Linked DNA regions of Mus musculus: region 1 is linked to region 2. Evidence: chromatin contacts called from public Hi-C data. All regions are on one chromosome and are shown on one strand. Each heading gives the region's core, a stretch centred on a gene start, on an enhancer-like site or on the middle of the called end of the contact. The rest is flanking DNA. Distances are from core to core; before and after follow the strand shown.

Region 1 (6,971 bases), core at 106-2,605, 6.2 Mb after region 2:
GTTGCAAGGGAGGTGGGTTGGAGCAGACCGAATCTCTCTCGAACTCGAAAGCCTGACCTGGTGTTAGGCCAATAGCTACGAGGAGTAATTATTTGCGAGCTGCAGATTAGAGACAAAGATGAATACCAAGCAAGAGTTTGGGACTGGTTGGGAACAGAAAATGCCAGGACGCTGGCCGCGCACTCTGCAGATCCTCTCCGAATGGTGCAAGCACCGCCATTCATTCATTCATTCATTCATTCATTCATTCATTCGTGGAAATTAGATGCAGCGGTGCGGAAGAGACTGGGAGCTATGAGCTGGACCGAGCAATACTAGATTCCGGTCTTTCAGAATTCGGAACTTAGCTCCAAAGGCAGTGGCTGAGCCTTAAGTGATCCTCTGAAGCTTTGGGTGCAGACAGGAACATCCAACCTCCCGAATGACACCGGAATGGGGAGCCTTGTGGGGCACAGGACGCGGGGTGCTGCGCGAGGGAGGGAGCAGAGCGCTTTGGGGAGCGATCCTGGTCTGAAGTCCAGTTGGTGCTGTATTCTACGTGCCCACCGAGGCTGCCGTCCCGGGTACCGAGCCACACCTCTGAATCAAGTCCACACTCTAACTAGAACCTCCAAAAAGGTGAGGCGACCCACGAGATCCACATGCCTTCGAATTCGTTCCGCCACAGACCTGAGAAGCACTTGAACGTCACGAGGTCACGCTGCAGGTGGTCGCTCTCAGGAAAACCTCAAAGCAAACCTATATTTATACTTATACGTGGAAAATACTTTGCTTTGTTCTGTTTGAGAAAGGGTCTCACGCAGCCCTGCATAGCCTCCAACTCTATAGGTAGCGAAGGATGCCCTGAACATCTGCGTCTCTGGTTTCAGGTGTAGGATTTTTTTTTTTTTTTTAATGCAAACCATCGTGCGGGGTTTATGCGATGCTGCGGACCAAAACCTGGGTTTCATATATGCTAAGCAATCATTTTGCCAATAGAACCGCACTCTCAGCTCCTGTAACAAAAAATTTGTTATCTACTAAAGAGGTGTATCGAAATACGACTATATACTTACACATAAATACGCATTTACATGTAAATAAATGTATGTTCACAAGTACAGAGGTCTAGTTACAACCTGAATTTCAGATAAGGGAGTCTTTTAGTCTAAGTATGCCCCGGGTAACTTTTGGGAACATATTTATTTTGTGATTTATCTGAAGTCAGAATTCAGCCTTCCGTTTCGGGATTTGCAGGGAGATCCGCTATAGCGCAAAGGCGCTCAGCCCCTTTAAGACTCAAACTCGGACTTCCCGCCCCACAATGCCGCGCGGCCGCTTGAGGCTCCCATTGGCTGCTGCTCGCTTCCGCCCCTGTACTTCCGGCCGCTGCCTGGGGCGGTTGCGGGAGGTACTTCGGAGCCGGGCTGGCCCGGGCTGGCCGTGGCCATGAACTTCTCGGAGTCATTCAAGCTCTCGGGCCTGCTCTGCAGGTTCTCCCCGGACGGCAAGTACCTGGTGAGCTGCGGCGCGCTGGGCGGAACCTAAGTGTGGGCGCGCGACTTGTGCACGGGGCCGGGGCGGGCCGAAGGGGGGCGGGAAGGGGGCCCGAGCCGGGCGGCCGCGGGGACTCAGGCTGGACTTAGGGGGCGGGGTGGGAGGTGGGAGAGGGAGGCAGGCAGAGGGGTTTCAGCCCAGATGAGGGAGAACCAGATGATTAGAGAGAACGAACCTGAAGCCGAAGAGGGATCCAGGCCAGCCAGGCTGGGGGATCCTGGCAGGTGACCAGGGTGGAGAAAGAGGACGTGGAGCAGAGTGGGGATGGAGTTGGGGTTGCTATTCTGGCAGGTGGTCAGGGTTAGGAAGGAGGTCTTGGAGCAGGTGGCCAGGGCTGGGTGGGTGCCAGGCTCCCGGCTCCAGTTTCCCTTCATCAAAGTTGGATAAGATGACTCTGCTTTCACACATTTGAGGGCACAGGGGATGGCAGCTCATTGCTATTTTGTATGTTTTCTGTGAGCGAGCTGGTTAAACGGGGCCCTCCTTTGTGAAACTCGTCATAAGCAAATGGTTTAAATAACTAGCTTTCATTGCCAGGGTTGGATGTTAGCTGTCTATTCTTTGGGTGGCAGAATAGTGTTCAGATGGGTGTTTCAAGGTACGCCAACATGACCATTGTGCATTTGTAGAAGGCTGACGTTAGGAAGCCATCAGGGAAAACTCAAGTCTTATTTTAAAAAACTGTGGTTCCGTGCCAGTCGGGTAGCTTGGCTAGTAACGGTACCTGCCACCAAACCTGATGACCTGAGTCCCAGCTCTAGGACCCACTTAATGGAAGGAGAGAACTGTCTCCTGCATGTTGTCCTCTGGCCTCCACATAAGCCGTAACTAGTGCCTGACCCTTCTCACATACAAATGCAATCCTAATTTTTAACAAGTTTTCTTTGATTAATCTATCATTCTCTTTTTAACTGACTGATACCATTGATTGATTGATTGACTGATTGACAGGGTTTCTCTGTAGCTCTGACCAGGTTGGCCTTGAACTCAAAGATCTGCCCCTTGTCTCCTGAGTGCTGGGATTAACGGAGCATGCCACCATGCCTGGCTGTCTTGATTCTCAGTTCACACCCCTGCTGTGTTTGTCCAGGCTTTTGAGACATCCTTTACCCTCCTTATACACATCATCCTAACAATGTAGGAAGTGTCAGGGTAGGACCTGCTTAGCAGGGAAAGGTACTGCCATGCAAGCCCGAGGACTTGAGCTCCGGCTCGGGAACCCACGTAAAGGTGGGAGGAGACCATCAGCCTCGCACACATTGATACATTTTACCTTTTTCCAAGTGCCTCCAGAGACTAAGGTTGCTTTACGGTTCTGAAAGTCTCAGTGAACAGCAAAGAAGTTGCATTTGGGTTAGCTGATATTTGTGCTTGCCGCTCATCAAAATATCGTGGAGCTCTTAATAATTGTTTCTTTCAAGTTTTGTCCTAAATCCTGAGCAGAGCGAGTCCATGTTTCCAGTGTTGGTGTCTTAAGTGATTCCTAAGGAATCCATTGTAACAGGTTACTGCTCACCAAACTCTAATGTGAGAACACAAGCCCTTTGATAGGTCCTCCTTCTGATCTGCACTTGCCCTCTTGCTCTCTTTCCACAGAAGACAAATGTGGCTTCATTAAAAAAAAAAGAGTCTGTGTGTGTGTGTGTGTGTGTGTGAGTGAGAGAGAGAGAGAGACAGAGACAGAGACAGAGAGACAGAGATAGAAACAGAGAGATGCTACAACACACGTGTAGAGGGCAGAGGACAACCCCCAGTGTTATTCCTTACCTTCCACCTTGTTTGAGACAAGGTCTCTTGCTCTTCACTGCATAAAGCAGGCTAGCTGGCCCACATGTACCTGCCTCAGCCTCCCCTCTGCCTCCCCTCTGCCTCCTCATAGAAACTAGGATTTTAAACAGTTTTTAGGATTAACACAGTTTTATGTGGCTTCTGTGCATCCAAACCTGTTTCTGAGGCAAGTGCAAGTTTTTGGCTTTTAGACAATGGCATAATATGCAAAGCTGGCCTCAGACTCAGAAAGTAGTTGAGCACCTCCCTAGTACAGTGATTACAAGTGTGCACCATCACTCCCAAGTAGTAAAAAAATACACACACACACACACACACACACACACACACAGGCTTTTTGAGACAGTTTCTCTGTGTAGCCCCAGCTGTCCTGGAACTCACTCAGTAGAGGGAGGCTGGCCTCAAACTCAGGGATCTGCCCACCTCTGACTTCTGAGTGCTGGGATTAAAGGAGTGCACCACCCCCATCTTTAAATTTACTTGTACAGATGGCTCAGCGGGTAAGAGCACTGACTGCTCACCCAAAGGTCCTGAGTTCAAATCCCCGCAACCACTTGGTGGCTCACAACCACCCGTAATGAGATCTGATGCCCTCTTCTGGTGCATCTGAAGACAGCTACAGTGTACTTACTATATAATAATAAATAAATCTTTAAAAAAATTTACTTGTACAAATTTGTGGGTTAGAGTATGATAATTTGGTTAATATATACTGTGTGGAACTTTTAAACTTTTGAATGCTCCACCTTTTATCTTTTTCTAACTCATTTTGCAATGAGACCCATAAGTTTTGGTCCACATGAAGCTAAGTGTGTCGAACAGGAGGGGAGGAGCTGGCCATTGAGGCAAGGCTCCCTGCTGTAGAAGAGATGCTATCCCGTGCTGTCTGCCTCACTTTTTAGGCTTCCTGTGTCCAGTACCGATTAGTGATCCGGGATGTGACGACCCTTCAGATCCTTCAGTTGTACACATGCCTGGACCAGATCCAGCACATAGAGTGGTCTGCAGACTCCCTCTTCATCCTGTGTGCCATGTACAGGCGGGGGCTTGTGCAGGTTTGTACCACCATGTATTAGTAGAGTGTATAGATGGGTGCTACATGTCTGTGGGCCTTGAACAGGCATGTGCCACTTACATATATGATGTGTGTAGGCAGGCACATGCCACATATACATAAGACTCACATAAGTGTGTCTCATGTGTAACTAACTGGTCTGGCGCTGTTTCTGTAGCAGAGTTAGAATTAGGAAACGTTTCCAGGAGTGTGACTAGGAAGGAGTCCAGGTGTTTGCACCCTTCTTTCAGGTTTAGGGGGAAATGCAATGAGACTCAAGGTTGCCTTCTTTTCTTATGTGTAATTTATTTATTTTATGTGCATTGGTGTTTTATCTGTATGCATTTCTGTGTGATGGTGTCAGGTCTCAGAGTTACCGATAGCTGTGAGCTGCAGTACGGGGGCTGGGAATTGAACGGGGTCATCAGGAAGAGCAGTCAGTGCTCTCGGCTGCTGAGGCATCTCTCCAGCCCCCAGATATGCTTTCTTTTAAAATGTAATGCTCTCTAATAGTTTAATCCAAACACTTTTGATGTGGAAAAACAAACAAACACCACCAAAACAGTAAATTGTTCTCAGTCTTTGAGCATGATTTTTCTTTTTTTTTTTTTTTTAAAGATTTATTTATTGGTTATATGTAAGTACACTGTAGCTGTCTTCAGACACTCCAGAAGAGGGCGTCAGATCTCGTTACAGATGGTTGTGAGCCACCATGTGGTTGCTGGGATTTGAACTCCGGACCTTCAGAAGAACAGTTGGGTGCTCTTACCCACTGAGCCATCTCACCAGCCCCGAGCATGATTTTTCTGAGCGGGAGGTATTTGCAATGGCAGTGGAACAACTTGGACAGGGTTCTAGGAAGTTCTAGAAGGTTCTAGAAGGCCGTGTTCCAGTATTCACTAAGCCTAACTAATGAGGTCACAGGGATGGGCACATGAGCAGACCCTTCAAAGGTGCACTGCAGTGAAGTCACCAGGAAGTGTGGCTTGTAGCCACTGGGCCATCTGAGGTAGCATGGTGTATATCCTCTCCCTCAGAGAGGCCTCCTGCGTGGTACAGCTATTTGCACTCCTCTGTGTTTCTTTTATGAATCAAGGTCTGGTCACTCGAGCAGCCAGAATGGCACTGCAAGATCGACGAGGGCTCTGCGGGGCTGGTCGCTTCCTGCTGGAGTCCAGATGGCCGCCACATCCTGAACACAACCGAATTTCATGTAAGCTGGCCAAACGTAGCCCACTCTGTTCTTCGCCTAAAATAGCCTGGGAATGTGAAAGTCTGGTTCTGGAGCAGTATTCAGGCCAGAGTTCATAAACAGTATAATTTTTAAACTCTATTTTAAAGAAAAATAGGACATTAAAAGGAGTTGGCAAGATGGCTCAGTGGGTATGGCTCTTGCTACCAAGCCTTGCCACATGGTGGAGGGTAAGAACGACAGATGCCCCAAAGTTAGAGTAACAAGGGAAAATGTATGTCTTCTGTAATGGGCTGTTACAGGCTGCAGTGCTCATGCTGACATCTTAAAGGGACAGGTGCTCATGTTGACATCTTAAAGGGACAGGTGCTCATGTTGACATCTTAAAGGGACAGGTGCTCATGTTGACATCTTAAAGGGACATTTGGCCTGGGCTTTTGGCTGCATATTTGAGTGTTTTCTAGACCACTTTGGCCAGCAATCTTCATGCTTATGGAGTTCTGCAGACCAGAGTCCAGCTTCCAGATCTCATAGACTTGGGCTCAGTCCCTCCGTTAATGGCCCAAAGGAAAGGTTACCCACTGCAGAATTTATAAACTGTTTTTTAATGTACTTTTTTATTCAGCAGCTGTGTTACACTCACTGAAATGGAAAGGAACATTTGGACAGAGAGTAGACTGTACAGACTGCCTCTGTACACTGTTAACCTACTGCTAGGTCATAGCCACTGTGCCTGTGACATTAAAGTGAATGGCAACATCCTGTGTGGAGGAATATGTCACAGCAAGGGGACCCTGAAAAATATACCCTCCCTTTTTGTTGTATTGAGATGGGATCTCACTGTGTAGCCTTGACTGGCCTGGAACGCACTATGTAGACTAGGCTTGCCTCAAACTCAGAGAGCTGCCTGCCTCTGCTTCTTGACTACTGGGAGTAAAGTAGCCACCAGTCCTATCTTATTCCAAGCCTTTAGATTTTAGCTTCTAAAAGTCCCACAGACTTCATTTACCACCAGCTATGCTCAGTAGTCAGGAGGTGACCCTGTGCGCATGACAGATTCGTAGAGTGGACACATAACTGAGAGTCATATGTTCCCGCTCACAACAGTTAGATCGCTGTGTACTCTTCTGGGGGCAGGAAGTCCACGTGAGGGTGCTGCAAGATGGAGAGAGGCCCAGCTCCCATGAGACAAGGGGAAGACGATTGAATTGTGTGGCTGGTGTCTGTCTGGTCCGTGGAAGACACTCCCCTGCACACGCACACTTCCCAGAGCACCTCCAGGCCTTGAGAGGCTGCCAGCCTCCAGAGGGCACCTTTGACTGCATTGCACAAAAGCCATTTTCACCTTTTTTGGAGAGTCTTGGGGTCCCCGATGCATATGACACTGTGCGGTTTACAGCA
Region 2 (7,480 bases), core at 3,216-5,715:
AAGCAAAATGCTCAGCAGTCAGGGCTCAAAGGTAGTAGCAGCTCACAGTCCCAACTGTAATAAACTACAGCCAGATCACAAGACTCTCCTCATGACCATCCAGCAACCAAGCCTAGGACGCTGGGAAGCAATGTTGGTTAGTAACCCTACTAACATCCTGCATGCCTTACACCTGCTACCATGGAAACAGAATAAACAGGTCAGCTGGAGGAGATAAGTAGTACCCAGCCCACAAGTGACTTGGTAGAAGGAAAAAGGTCACTGATAGGTGCTGAGCATAGAGAAATGGGCGCTCCCAAGACGCTGGACGCTGTCTGCAAGCCCAAGGGTACAAACCAAGAGGTGTCAGCGTTCAGTACATGCGAGACTCAAGGGCATGCACACGAGTAAAAGCCAAGTAAGTGGTTGTTAAGTGCCTGCTGGGTGTTCAGTTGGCCAGAAGCTGCCCTGATCTCGAGTCTGCAGCCCCAAGTCCTAGCCCTACAGATACCTCCCACAGCAGCTGTGGGCTCCACTCTCTCTGGCTCTGTTAATTCCCAGGCAGAGTCTGCACTTGACCCTGCTTTCTGCCTAGAAACACACTCCTTTTCTATCCACTGTGCACGCTCTTCCCATCCTCCTAACTCAGAAGTCCCCCACCCACAGAGGACAGCCACACAGCCTAGATGCTGAGCTTCCGAAAGCCAGTTTTGAGAGCATAATACCCTCCTCATTTCCACCTTCCCCAGCCACAGCTGTGACGGGGACAGCCTGCTTAGTGAACACCCCCACCCCCAAGAAAACAATCTAAAACCTTCCATCCTTAAATACCCAAATCCAATTTTTCCTGAAAAGCAGTTTCCAAGTAAGTATTTGGAGCTCAGCCAGTAAACAGAGATGAAAGAATGTTTCAGATCATGAAATTTAATCCTTCCAAACAGCAAACTGCACAAAGGTACCAAATGTGCAAAATACATGCATAAAAGCCCCCAAAGAGGGCTGGTGAGATGGCTCAGTGGGTAAGAGCACCCGACTGCTCTTCTGAAGGTCAGGAGTTCAAATCCCAGCAACCACATGGTGGCTCACAACCATCCGTAACGAGATCTGACTCCCTCTTCTGGAGTGTCTGAGGACAGCTACAGTGTACTTACATATAATAAATAAATAAATCTTTAAAAAAAAAAAAAGCCCCCAAAGAGCCCTTACTATCTGGGGTTTTGCCTGCCAGTTCTCTTCCCCACAGGGTGGTGGGAGGAGGCTGACTTCCTGCTCCTCTTCTGGAAAGCCCTAATCAGAGGGCCCAGCTCCAATATCAGTTAGTTACAATAAATGGCATATTCTGAGGGGGTTTTTTTGACACCCTCAAAGTGCTCCCAGTTTTTTGTTTGTTTGTTTGTTTTTTGAGACAGGATTTCTCTGTATAGCCCTGGCTGTCCTGCAACTCACTTTGTAGACCAGGCTGGCCTCGAACTCAGAAATCCGCCTGCCTCTGCCTCCCGAGTGCTGGGATTAAAGGCGTGCGCCACCAAGCAGCATTTCCCAAAGAGTAATCCCTAGAACTCTAGCTGTACCCAATGGTCCATGCGAAAAAAGTTCCTGTGGACATCAGTATGCAAAATACTATATAAAAAATCACTTCTGTGCACACGACTGTGGCAGAGACCTGGGAAGAAAGGAAGACTTAAACATAGTGTCACTGCAACTGCTCTGCATCCAGCTAGTTGTTCAATGAGGACACTTCTTAGGTGGGCCTGATGGGGCACTACTGTATTCCTAGCACTTAGGAGATGGAGGCAGGAGAGTCACTAGTTCAAGGCTGGGTTGCTGCTACCACATCCAACAACCTAAATCCAGTTCTCTGAAACCACATGGTAGAGAGAACAAATTCCCACAAGTTGTGTGACCTCCACATGTGCACTGTGACACACGCACGCACGCACGCACACACAAAATAAATCTGGAAAAAAAAACAAAAAACAAGAAAACAGAGCTTAAGGCCATCCTCAGTTAACCAGGGAGTTCAAGGCCAGCAGGGGTTTCATGTGACCCTGCCTGTCTCAAAAGAGAGGGAACAAGGACTGAGAAGAGACTTCTAACAGGCTTTAAAATTCTAAGGATCAGCCCAGCAGTGGCGGTGCATGCCTTTAATCCCAGTGCGTGAGAGGCAGAAGCAATCAAATCTCTGAGTTCAACCCAGTGAGTTCCAAGACAGCCAGGGATATAGAGAAACCCTGTCTGAAAAAGCCAAAAAATAAAGAGATAAAATTCTAAGGGTCGCAGTTTAGGGAAGTTGCAGGAACACCATAACAGCATTATAAACTTAAGATCAGAAACAAACACAACCCTGAACAAAGACCCAGTACAGCCCTCGAAGCCCATCAGGAGCTTTGCGTTGACCCAGGCTATTAGTGGAGGAGTATTAGGTGTTTGCACAGCAGTAGCAAAAATCAGTGCAAGGTGCCTGGATCTCAGGTGTGGCTCCCTGAATCCACACCACCTCCTTACCCAGTTTATATGCAGCAACTCCTAGCAGAGAAAACAAAACGGGTCCAGAGATCGTCTGTTGTACAACTGGAACAGAGGAGAAGCTGAGAAATTGAAACGAAAGAGTACAGAGGGTAAAGGGCACAGCAGACTCTTGGAGCCATGATAAGAATCCAACCCCTGCCAAGCAGAGACGGAAAGGAGCCAGCACAGGGACAAACAAACAAGGAGGAGAGGGACAGATCCTGGCCATGCTTTGAACTGTCAACCAGTGAAATCCCCGTGGAAGCAGAAAGGAGATACAGCAGCTCCTTCCGACACAAGTTGGAAGCCACGAGCTCTGTGCTCCAGGATCCACTCCGAGAGACTCGCCAGCCGAGAGCCAGCAGAACACACCCTTTTGCTCTTCATCTAGATCCATGGTGGCCAAACCACAGCTCTCACTTACTTTCTAGCTGGTAAGAGACCTTCACAGGTTGGGCATCGTGGACATGGCTGGAGTCAGAAAGATGAAAAGGACTCGAGGTCTCCTCTGTGCTGATTCAGGTCCAGGTTGGCCCCTGATGGTGTTGACTCCACCTGTCCAAGCTTCTGGAAAGGAAAAAGGCAGAGGTCACTGGGCCACCAGGAAAGAAAATGCAAAATATGTTTAATCAGGTGTTAAAGCCAAACTAACTCATCCCTGAGGGAAGCTTACTCATTGCGGTGTTGAGGAAGCAGGTGAGGAAGTGTGTGTGTGGAGGGGGAGGAGACAATAACAATGACAATGAGACAAACACATTAGCCGTGTGCTAATATATTAAGCCATGTGCTAATGCAAGGCACCAAAGAGGTCCTCGCTAAGACACAGCCAGAGAGAGAAGGGAGCTGAATCAGGCCAAGGCCTGGCCTTCAGGACTGGGGAACTGCCAACTAGAAGTGGAAGGGGAGTGGAGAGGAGAGGAAGAAAAATAGACCTGACAAAGGCCAGAGTATCCCTGCTACTGTAAAGTCTCTCCTTCCATTCTCAAGTCTATGGAGCAAACTTGGTCTCTACAGTACTAGGAAGATGTATAGAGCCAAGCAGCCAAGCTAGACACCAAACTACACTAGCTGTGACTCCAAAGCTCACTTGTGTTTTCCTACCTAAGACAAAAAGGGGACAATCAAGAGTCCTTTTCTGACGAAGGGAGAGATGATTGGCAAAGCTAGAAAACAGGATAGAAAAGTACTACAAGAGATGGAGGCCAGTAGTGTTGCCTTTCTCCTTCCAAACAGCTATCTTTTTCAGTATTCACTGTGGCCTTTCAATGTGTTAGGTGCTAGGGTCAGGGACGGATTAAGAATAGCTCCAACCCTCAGAGTCTTAACGGTGCAATGAAAAGGCATATAAGTAAAAAGACTTCCACCGTAAGTGGGGTACAGTGAACCGGGTGCTGAAAAAAAAAAAATGCTGGCAAAAAAAGAAAAGTACTGGATGAAAACCGGGAATGGGTCAGGGACCTTGAATGGAGATCACAGGGCTGAGACATCAGGGTGTGGGGAGCTGCGAGGAGGAGCCCACCTCCCAGCCTTCAGTCCGGTGGCCCGCCCCCTCCTCAGAGCCGAGCAGGGCTTGACGGCGAGGCCGCAGCAGGGGAAACGCCCGTGTGACCCGAGCCTGAGCCCGAGGCCCAGAGGCCCCAGAGGCCCAGCGTCCTAAGCCGGGTGGCTCAGGACTCTCCCGGCCCGGGCCTGCCGGTTCCACCACCCCGGCGCGCTCGCCCTCTCACCTTCACCTTCCCGGCCTCGCGGCGGCCATCACACCCAACACGTCACTAGCCGGCGCCACACCGAGAGAAGCGGGAGGGGAGGGGGCTGCGCTCGTCACTCGCCCCGCTGCAGCCCGGACGAGCCGATGGCCTCTGAACGCTGTCACCTCAACCTTACCACTCCTATACCACAGTGTCTAGGAACTCCGCGCTCCAAAAGGAGCCCCCGCGTGCCTGGTAACCGTCCCGTGTCTCGTGCAGATGACGTAAGCTGTAGGGTGGGGCTCCCAGCGCGTCATGGGAGTTGTAGTTTGGATCAGCGTCCGTCAGGGTGGGGTAGGGCGGAGCCTCGAGCTGTCAAGCAGGGGTTGGAGGGGTGGGAGAACGGGACGGGGGTTGGGGGAGGGGAGAGGGTGGACGGCGGGGAGGGGAGCGGGCAGGACACGACAAGGGTACCGATTAGAGGTTTGCGTGCGCCTTTTTTGTTGTTGCGCCTTTTTTGTTGTTGCTGCTCCAGAATTTGACCCTGTATAACACCTGTCAGTTTTGAAATCCAGACTCGCATTTCATAATCCGAGTGTCTTCAAAGGGAACAAACAGACCGTTAGGGTGAAGTAATTGTCCTTCAGTTGCCTTTGAGGCAACTAAACAGCAGCCACAACGCATCAGGCAGCTACTAGGTGACAGTCATTGCACTGGCTATCTAACATGCAGTTTTTAATTTTCACTCAGTCCCAGGACATTCAGGACATGATTATCCAACCTCACATGCCATTCACTGGCCCCTCATTTTGTTCCAAGAACTGGGATACTGCATTGGACCCCAAGCTGGGAGGGCTCCAAGCCTGGGCTCTGTAGTAACACCCACCAGCCACTTGTAGCTACTGAGACCCTGAAATGCAGCTGCTACAAACTGAGAAATGCCCCAATGTTTAATATAAAAAGAAATGCAAACTACCTTATTAGTAATTTTATATTGATGTGTTGTTATAGCTTTGGATAAACTGGGCTAAATGAAATACATTATCTTAATTAAATCGCCCCCCCCACCCCGTTTCTTCTTACTTCTAAAAGTAGAGCTAATAGTGGCGGTCACAAAAAAGGCTCAGTAGGTATAAATGGCTGCTACCAAGCCTGACAGCTTGAGTTCCATCTCCAGGAACCCACACGGTGGAAGGAAAGAACCTGCTCATAAAATGTTGTCCTCTAACCTCCGTACAAGAGCCAGGGCACGTGTACATCAACCACACACGATAAATGAATATGGTTGGGGCCTAGAGAGATGGCTTTTACAGAGGACCCAACACCTACATGTTAGCTCACATCGGTAACTACAATTCAGGGGATCCAGTGTCCTCTCTGTCTTCCAGGGGGAACCAGGCACACTTCTGATACACTTCCATACATGCAGGCAGCATCCCATACACATTAAATAAAAACAACAAGCCAAGTATTTAAAAGCAGATAATATGGCTAGCTGAATATTTTAACTGTGTCTGTGGCCCATGCGACCTTGCTTTTGTTTGTTTGGGGGCAGGCTTCCCACTATGTAGCCCAAACCAGCCTTGAATTGATGATCTTTTTACTCTGCCTCCCAAGGGCTAGGACTGTAGTCATCTCACTGACACACCTAGCTGCCATGTTATGCTTTCTACCGATTGGCACTGCCCTATAGCCAGGGTACAGTCATGCCACAAACAGCCTCAGAGGTAAATCAGCACGCCGGTTACGAGTCTCCAGAGAGGTGAGTCATGGGAGCTGGCCTGTAGTCACTGCCCATAGGGCAGCTTCTTGTCTGGAACATCTGACTCTGAACTGGAGAGACACACCCAGCACTTGCCTTGGGGTATAGTGTGCGCTAAGTATCTCCTCCTCCATCATCTCCAGCCTCCCCAGGGAATTCTTTGAGTACAAAACTGAAGACTGTTTCCTTTCCCTTTGGCAGAATCTTACTCAAGCCAGAGGCTTGGAGGAGCTTTCCCAAACTCTCTCCTGTCCATTCTGCCTCTGCTGTAGCCTCCCTGAAAGCTTTGGCCTAGGCTCCCATCCCAACCTGGACAGAAGAGGGAACTTCTGAGCCCATTCCCAGGCTTCTAATCTTACATTCCACTTGGGCTTGCCTAAACCAGAACTCCAAACTGTGAGGCTCTTCCTTTAACCCCTCAATGGCAAGGTTCCTCCAGTACTGCAGACTGCCACTAGAAATGGGTCTAGCGAGTACTGGGGTTCAACTGCAGGGGGCTTTTCTTATGTCAGTTATTCCTGTTTTGATCGACTTTTCCACTGTGTATATGAATTGCACATACCAGAAAATGGTCACTATTAGAAACAACCCTGGACAGGACATGACGGTTCATGTCAGTCATCCCAGTACTCAGGGGTTGAGGCAGGAGGATCACAGGTGAGAGGCCAGCCTGGATTACACAGGAAACTTTGCCACAAATGAACAAAACTCAAGAATCCTCTACAAGGCATACATTGTTTTTAATTTTTATTATTAGTGTGTGCGTGCACACTCGCGAATGATGTATGTAGGGGGTACATGTGTGGAGTCAGTTCTTTCTACCCTTTACATGGCAGTTCTGGGAATCAAACTCAGGGCATCAGGTTTGTTCAGGTGACTGCCGGATGAGCCGACTCACCAGCCTCAATGTACACAATTCCTGAATGACTGGTTGTTTCCAACTGGAGTACTAACTCCTTTCACCTACTTCTATGGTCTGAATGTGTTTGATATCTGTGCTGGTCAGTTTTGGGGTTGTTTGTCTACTTGACACAAGATAGACTCATCTGAATAGGGTAAATCTGTAGAGAAAATACCTCCATAAGATCGGTCTGTAGGCAAGCTTGTGAAGTGTTTTCTTGAATGGTGAATTGATGTGGAAGGACCCAGTTGACTGTAGGCACTACTGTGGTCAGGCAGGTGGCCCTAGGTTGTATAAGAAAGCAGGATGACAAACCAGGCATGGTTGCTCATGCCTTTAATCCAAGCACTCAGGAGGCAGAGGCAGGTGGATCTCTTCTGATTTCAAGGTCACATCCTGGTTTACAGAGTGAGTTCCAAGACAGACAGGGCTGTTACACAAAGAAAACTTGTCTCCAAAAAAATAAGATTAAAAAATGTGTGTGTGCCAGGTGGTGGTGGTGCACGCACTCGGGAGGCAGAGGCAGGCAGATTTCTGAGTTCGAGGCCAGCCTGGTCTACAAAATGAGTTCCAGGACAGCCAGGGCTACACAGAGAAACCCTGTCTCGAAAAACCAAAAAAAAAAAAAAAAGTGTGTGTGTG

Evidence for each region. A called contact is a pair of places that touch in the nucleus more often than the background predicts.
Region 1: a Hi-C map of CD8 T cells shows a contact between it and region 2, with 10 times the contacts expected there. The contact joins the promoter of Wrap73 here to the promoter of Mfn2 in region 2.

Annotation. Positions count from the first base shown.
Region 1 is chr4:154,141,017-154,147,987 of GRCm38.p6, forward strand. It overlaps Wrap73 (WD repeat containing, antisense to Trp73), which reads left to right and starts at 1,356. Exons shown (of 12, transcript NM_021499.2): 1 at 1,356-1,497; 2 at 4,227-4,379; 3 at 5,475-5,591. The coding sequence starts at 1,429.
Region 2 is chr4:147,900,444-147,907,923 of GRCm38.p6, forward strand. It overlaps Mfn2 (mitofusin 2), which reads right to left and starts at 4,466. Exons shown (of 19, transcript NM_133201.3): 1 at 4,215-4,466; 2 at 2,912-3,054.